Regions from separate parts of the Gossypium hirsutum genome. Here region 1 is linked to region 2. The links are chromatin contacts, called in public Hi-C maps. All regions are on one chromosome and are shown on one strand. Each heading gives the region's core, a stretch centred on a gene start, on an enhancer-like site or on the middle of the called end of the contact. The rest is flanking DNA. Distances are from core to core; before and after follow the strand shown.

Evidence for each region. A called contact is a pair of places that touch in the nucleus more often than the background predicts.
Region 1: a Hi-C map of anther shows a contact between it and region 2, with 2.9 times the contacts expected there. The contact joins the promoter of LOC121215944 here to the enhancer-like site in region 2. A contact is called at or near these places in 5 of 34 Hi-C or Micro-C datasets (anther, leaf and seedling).

What each region holds. Positions count from the first base shown.
Region 1 is chrD04:52,671,981-52,675,889 of Gossypium_hirsutum_v2.1, forward strand. LOC121215944 (pollen-specific leucine-rich repeat extensin-like protein 3) reads left to right here and starts at 1,298. Exons shown (of 3, transcript XM_041090852.1): 1 at 1,298-1,414; 2 at 1,790-2,268; 3 at 2,578-2,779. The coding sequence starts at 1,337. The coding sequence ends at 2,260.
Region 2 is chrD04:52,617,640-52,621,611 of Gossypium_hirsutum_v2.1, forward strand. It overlaps the pseudogene LOC107898090. Among protein-coding and RNA genes, the nearest start is that of LOC107898927, 11 kb to the right of the region's middle. Within about 2 kb of position 2,237, at least 4 of the 9 cell types and tissues checked have an H3K27ac peak or open chromatin away from gene starts, as enhancers often do.

The DNA of each region.
Region 1 (3,909 bases), core at 48-2,547, 53 kb after region 2:
ATATCAATTTCTATAAAGAATTTCTGCAATAATTCTTTATAGAACAAACTAGAAATATAAAAAAAAATGGTGGGAGAGTAAAAAGAAATTTTCTTTCTATGTTTTCTTGGGTGCGTCATACAAATGAAATTGCACTTCTATTTATAAGAAGTCTCGTGTCTCTTCATAGGGACATAACTACCCTAATAAATAGTCATATCTTTAGCAAAAAAAATATAAGTATTCAATAGATATCTACATAATTATAATTATTTGTTAATAATCATGTGACATAACTTTTGATTACTTATAACTTTTCATTTACAGTTATTAAAAAATACATATAGTGAAAATGGTCCAACAATTTTAAGAACATTGAATGGAATGATTCTTAAAAATATTATTTATAAAATTTAATTAATTAAAATAATTAAAAGAATAGATGTCAAAAATAACAAAATTTAACCAAAAAAAAATCATCTATCACAATTTAATTACAACATGATAGTATAAACAAAATTAAATAACTTTTGTTTAGTTTGAACTCTCATCATTTAATTACGAAATAAGAGAATCTTGGCATTTAAATGATTGGGTAAATGAGATCCTTTTAGTATTTAATTATTTAATTTAAGCAAAAAGTATACTATTCAATTCCTAAACTAATCATTAACATTCGTTGGTAAAATGTTAATTTTATATTTATAAATTGTCGTCTACAAATTTACACATATAATACATCATATATCACCTCTACTCCTCTCCTATAAAAAAAACAGAGTAAATCATATTATTCATTACTAAATTAGGGATAAATTTTTGTTTTGGTTACTTAATTAAAGAAAAAAGTTATAATTTGATCACTAAACTATTTAAAAGTTTTTATTTAAGTCATTGGACTGTTAAATTTTTTTTTAAAGTTTAGCTAGAGATCTCCCAACGGCAAGTTGACGATCAGTACCCATCAATAAGTACAAAAACATACCTTAGACCTATGTTGATATTATCGTCAATGTCGAAGATTAATTAAAAAAATTTATTTGAAATTTGGTTTACTTTGTGAAGTCTAAAATTGTTTCACGCAAAAAAAATGAATTATATAAAAGAAAGAGAAAAAAAATTGATTGGTAAAAAACTGTGTAACAAGAGAAAATGATATAACTTCAATATTAACATACTGATATCTTAAATGAAAACTCTTTTTTATTTAGCGACCCATAATTTTGGTGCATTACAGTCATTGTCTAGTAAAATATAGTAGACAGTTAGAGTTATTGTTATAGGTTATAGTCATAGATTATACAGATAAGGGGAATACGGGAGCTGTTTATGAAAGGGTAATCTCCACCCCAGCCCTATGCAGCAACCACCTCCATCCGACATAGCAGACATGCCTGTCAGTCTCCGGCTCGATTCCCAAAATATTCCCCCAAAGGTTAAACTCTAACGCTACATTGATTTATCTGATTAACTCCTTAAAACCATTCTTTCTTAATTAATAACCCAATCTCTACAACTACAAGTCTAGAGCCTTGAGCTATAGTTCTAAAAGATTGAGCATTGAGCACAATTTTGGAAGCATTGCAGAGTTCAATTTTTTTTCTCTCTTGAAATGGCCTTCACGTGCAATGATCACATAACCTTTTTCACCCCTTGGATCCCAAGTCCAACTTCCCTCACCAAACTCACAATGGAAACCCGACCCAACCAACATCCTATCTTCACTAAACCAAACCAAAACACACCCCGTTTCAGATTTGCTGGTTTTTTTTTAAGCTCACTCTACTAATTTATGCTTTTCTCCTCCTAGTACAAAAGCAAAATGTGTTATGTGGGGAAAGCAACAAAGATCTTCATCTTCATAGTTACAGCGTTGGTGGTATTGGGTCTTGTCTTGGGATTCGGGCTGCTTCGTCACCATAAGTCGCACTCACACAAATGCTCCGGTGGTGACTCTTGTCCTTCTCCTAATTTCTTCCCTAACCCTATCTCCACCCCTAATTCGCCACCCTTTTCTTCTTCCTCCTCCTCTTACAATCCTCCTCCTCCTGCCATTGGGTCTAACCAGCCCACCTCCCCTAACTCACCACCTACCTCAATCCCTACTGCTAACCCACCACCACCAGCTGTCCAGGACCCTACTCCTACACCTCCGCCGCCTGACGCTAACCCAAATCCTCCACCACAATCTACTCCTCCTCCTCCTCCTGCAGTGCTTCCAGTGCCTCCCTACAATCAGCCTACTCCGGTTCTGGTGGCTCCAGGTCCTGTGCATGCTTAGACTATCTGGTTAGTTCCATTAAAAAATAAACGTTTTCTTTTTTCTACTTTCAAATTTCTTGAATTAAGTAATTTTTTTTAGATGGGTTGTATAGTGGTGGGGATGATAATGGGTGAGATTTGGATTAGATTTTGATAATGGTGAATTTTGTTTTTTGTTTTTATTCATATTGAGAATTTAGTGATTTACCTACACAACCCACTTTTCAGATATAATGAATTGTGCATCTTGTCTGATAAATTGACAAAAATGGTTGTCGACTCTCTTGAATCTGGTGTTTTATCTTAGAATCTTACTCTTTATTGGATCAAATTTAGGCTGCAACGTGAAGCCATTGTTGTTGATTGACATGGGTAACTTTAACAATGATGAATGTTTACTCAGTTCTGTGAAATGGTTTTCTCCATTGTTGTTGGTAAGGTTGAGAACCTGTAAATCATACCGCCCTCCGTTGCTGGTGACTCAGTTTCTTGTTTTGGTATTTGGTAATGGGTAATTTTACAATTGAGTTGTGTGTCACACTCACGATATTGGTCAACAAATATATTTATCTAAAACTCATTTAAAAATCAAATTATGCTGCATAATATTTTTTATTCAAATATTATTATAGGTAAAATTTTATTGATTTATAAAATATAAAAAAATAAAATAAAAACACACTCATCATAATATAATTTATTATATATATATATGAATATTTTGATAATTTTTTTCATATAAACATACTTAAGCAAGGGGCCCGATCCTCTTTAAAATGAAAATTTTCACCTTTAATCTTTTTATAATTTTAAAATTTTTACATTAATGTATAATAAAATCATACTCTAGTCCCTTCAAAAATGAGGAAAAATAATTTAATTCTTTAAAAATTATAAAAATATAAATTATAAAAACGATAAAATTTCACTTTTATTACTGTAAAAATATATAAATTAATTTCAACCCTTTCAACCAATTTTCTAACTTTGCCATTGAGTATAATATAAATAGATTTAATATTTGATTTCACCTTCTATATAAAAGGTAAATTATTAGTTTAGTATTTGGTGAAATACTTTTTTTGTAAGTAATTTTCACTCTATCCGATCTCATAATAAATGGAAAATTATATAAAAAATCATTGAAAAATGAAAAAATTTCCTTTAATTTTTTTTTAAAAAAACAACTCAATAATTCAAAATTTAATTTTTGAAATTATAAAAAAAAACTTTTAACCTGTTATTATGCTTAAATTTAAAAAAATCTAAAAAGTAACTAAAAATGCAAGAAATTTGTAAAAAAAAAAGTCTCCAACATCAAAAAAATTTAAAATAAAAATAAAAATCTAGAATTTAGTTTTTGAAATTGTAATTACACTTAAATTTTCTTTAAAAATAAAGTTTACAAAATCGTAAAAGAATTCTAAAAATACTTGATTTTTTTAGAAAATCTAAATTTTGAGTTTTTATTTATAAAATTATGATTAAAATCATATAAAATGAAGAAAAAAATTTTAAAAAAAATTCTTTAAAATTTTGAAAATTCCAAAAAGAGTAAATAATTTTTTTAAAATAATTTGGATGAACCAAATGATTGGCAATAAGGGATGAATGGAAGGAGAAGTGGCATTGTTTTGAAAAAGGATTGAGGAATTTATTAATATTTGG
Region 2 (3,972 bases), core at 987-3,486:
TTGTAGCCTTGCTTATGATCCTAAGAGTATCGCTTGGAATCAACAGACTGTTTCGAACTAATGTTAGTATCTTGCTATCGAGAAGCCAAATTTTCTTAGCAAGGAACTTCTGTTAATAACTCCAGTTGTCGTGTTTCACAATTAAACAACATTTCAGTCAACAAATCAAGAGATAAAGGAGTTGCTGAGGCAAAAACCCGAATAGACTCGAACTCGAGTGAAAGACCAGCCAAGATGACACTTACTTGTTCTTGCTTAGAGACAAAACTACCAGCAGTAGTCAAATTATCACTAAGATGCTTTACCTTAGATACATATTCTTTAATAGAAAGATTCGCTTTCTTGAGCGAGTATTGAGCATGACGCATGCTCGAGATTTTAATGGTAGATTTTGCACTAAATCTTCTCTCAATTGTCGTCCATATATCAAAGCTTGTTTTGGCAATTGTAAGATGAACCAAGATATCATCTGTCACAGTGGACAACAGCCAAGAAGCTAGAAACTTATCTTACTTCTTATGAATGAGAAAAGCTAGATTTTCAAGTTGCTGACCTTCAGATCCAATGATTAAAGGAGGAGGAGAAGGGACTGTACCTAATACAAACCCTTCAAAACCATAATCCTCAAGAATCAACAAAAGCTGATGCTTCCATAAAAGAAAATTGTGCGCAGCAAGTTTGATGGTGTCGTGTTTGGAGAAGTAATGAACTGTAGGTACGCAGAAATTGCCAGGTCCTTGCGAATGCACAGCCTCCCCAGTGTTGGAGGAATGACGAGGTGTGTCAACTACTGGTACACCTTCTGGAACGGTTTCAGTGGCCATGGAAAGAAAAAAAAATCTACACCAAGAAAACCTTTACTCTTGATACCATGTTAAGATTCAACAATAAGGAAAATGGGAAGTAATTCTCTGTTGTATTACTCAAACTAGTGACCTATATTTAATACAAGATGAAGCTAACTAACTGCAATTAATAACAACTTTATAACTAACAATAACTAATAACCGAACGTGTAGTTATTCCTAACACTCTAACGGTTGGGGCTCATCATCTAGATGCATAGGTGAGCCAATAGTACTTGGCTTCTTTGTCTTCCTCCAAGGTAAACTGAAATCATTTGACAAAATATTAATTCACAATTTTGCTTTCTCAATGGGATATAATATATGCATGCGTCTTTGTCAATGGCAGCCAGGGTGTTTACGTTTGCAAGATTCTTTCCCAAAATCAACGCAAGATATGATTATGGGTTGTTGATATTTACGTTGACATTCGTTTTCATATCTGTCTCAGGTTATCAAGACAATGAGATATTGGAACTGGCTTACAAGAGATTATCAACCATCCTCTTAGGTAGCTTCACTTGTATCATAGTCTCCATTATGGTTTTCCCTGTCTGGGCTGGTGAAGACCTCCATATCTTAATTGCTTCCAACATGGAAAAGCTTGGCAGCTTCCTAGAAGGTCCCCATTCATCTCCTCTACTCCACTAATTAAAATTAGCAGTTATTCTCCGTATTTATATTTTCCCTTTAACCAAACACATTTTTTTGCAGGTTTTGCAGATGATTACTTGTGAAATGGCTAATTCCAAACAAGATAAATCCATCTTACAGCGATATTAAACTGTTCTTAATTCTAAAAATAATGAAGATGCATTGGTAAGTGAATTAAAAGCTAAAGATAAGAAAAGCTTTGGGTATCTGATATTAATTCACTTAGCCTTGTTAATTGTCATTTTTAGGCTAATTTTGCAAGATGGGAACCGATGCATGGTCGATTTCAATTTCGACATTCATGGAAACAGTACGTCAAGATTAGAGCTCTGATACGCTACTGTGCCTATCGAATTGAATCTCTTAATGGACACCTAAATTCTGGTCCCAAATTCTTCAGCTATTCTAAATTCTAACAACTATTCTAAATTCTAACAAGACAAAAAGAAAATACAATAAAGTTTAGATTAAGTTATCATCTTATGTTGCAGGCAAAAGTAGAAATTCCAAGTAAAATCAAAGAGACATGGTGAAAATGAGCTTGGAATCTGGTAAAGCATTGAAGGAATTAGCACTCTCAATCAAAACAATGGTGAAACCATTTCCTGCTGATATCCATATCCAAAACTCAAAATCTGCAGCCAAGAGTTTGAACTCGTTGCTCAAATCATCTGTAGGTTTATGGGATGATAATATGGACCTCTCGCGAGTTGTACCAGTGGCCACTGTAGCTTCCTTGTTAATCGATGTGGTCAACTGTACCCAGGAAATCGCTGAAGCCGTTCATGAACTCGCATCAATAGTGAATTTCAAAGCCATGCATCCAGCCGACTGTCTCGCCCGAAGAACCCGAGACCGGACAACCCGAAATTGTGAAATCTTACAATGATGTAGTGTGATCATCGTAACTGGTGAGACAAGTTGGGAAAGTGGGACTTCTACAGCAACAACAATGGATAATTGTATTAGTAAACCTACGAATTGATTCTGCGGTTTAAATATTATATACTCCGGAAAAAATAAATTAAAGTTTTCAAAATAATATACGCTGAAGGAAAAATTTAGCCTTTGGAATTTTTTTAAAAAATAATTAAATATTTCCGAACTTCTATCAAATTAGTCTCTAAACTAATAAAATTGATCAAATATACTCTTTAACTACGTTGACCGTTTATTAGTTTAAAACCAGTTTGCATGAGAAAAAAATGATTTCGATATACAATTAGCCATTCATTTATTAGTAAGTTTTAGTGTTTTTATCTACCCAATTATAAAAAGTTACAAAAGTGATCACTAAAATTATCGGTTTATGACATTTTAGCCACTTGCCCGTGAACTCGGTTTTTAACTCATATCCTTAAAAGCTAATTTGATCGTTAAATTATAACTAAAATGTCAATTTAATACTTTTTTATTTTTTTTAAAATTTAAAAAAATTAAAAATTCTAAAATATAAAAAAATTCATAAAAATATGGAAATTCATAATTATAAAAATATTTTTTAAAAATTATAGTTATGCGAAAAATTCATAAAATTTTAAAATGTTCATAAAATTTTAAAAAGTATTAAAAATCACCTAAAATTGAAAAAAAATGATATTTATGTATTAACGATTACAGTTTACTCCACAAATTATCACTATTTGAAATTTATTTGTAAATATCATATCACAATTTGAACCATTGACATCAGTGTACCCCTTTTTAATGAGCTTTGCTTCATTAATTAAGCAAACTTATTTGTGATGCTTTACTATAAATCTATACATGGTAACTGAATCATATGAAATCACTTTAAGAAATGTAAATTTAAAAATTCATTTGAAATAAATAAAGATCATCAAATTAGGCATATAGCATTTTCTTTTTTGTAACATTTGTAAATATAACAAACCTTTCGAGTCAATTGGCCAAATAGATTCTTTGGCATGATATAAGACATTCTACCATTATGTCTTCCTCCTTGAAAAGTATTCTTCTCAATCTTGGTGAGTTCTCAAACATTTTTAGCATAATACTAATTGTTATATCCTCTCCAGCTTAAGACATGTGGCAACACAACAAGTTACTCGGAATACACCTTTCCGCTTGCTACCAAACGACTAGTCACTAAATGATTGATCGATAGCCCTGAAGGCTTGATTCTAGCCAACCTTCTGTCTTCCCTGAAAGGGTCTTACTCAGTCATCCCTGCAAGACAACCACCCAACCTTCTGTCTTCTTTGGAAAGATCCTAGTCGACCATCTGTTTTCTATAAAGGGTCTTCACTCGGCACCCGCTCTTTTATTCAAAATGTAACTTTTTAGGCCACCAAACCCTACGTGGGCTTAACTATTCTGCCATATGGTTTTGAAGGAATGATAGAATGTGTCCCCTCATAGACATCCTCCCATATGACCCACAATGATGGCATGATAGCAGATCTACCACGCCAATACCACCGGACACAGAACCTCCCCTATAAATACTCCC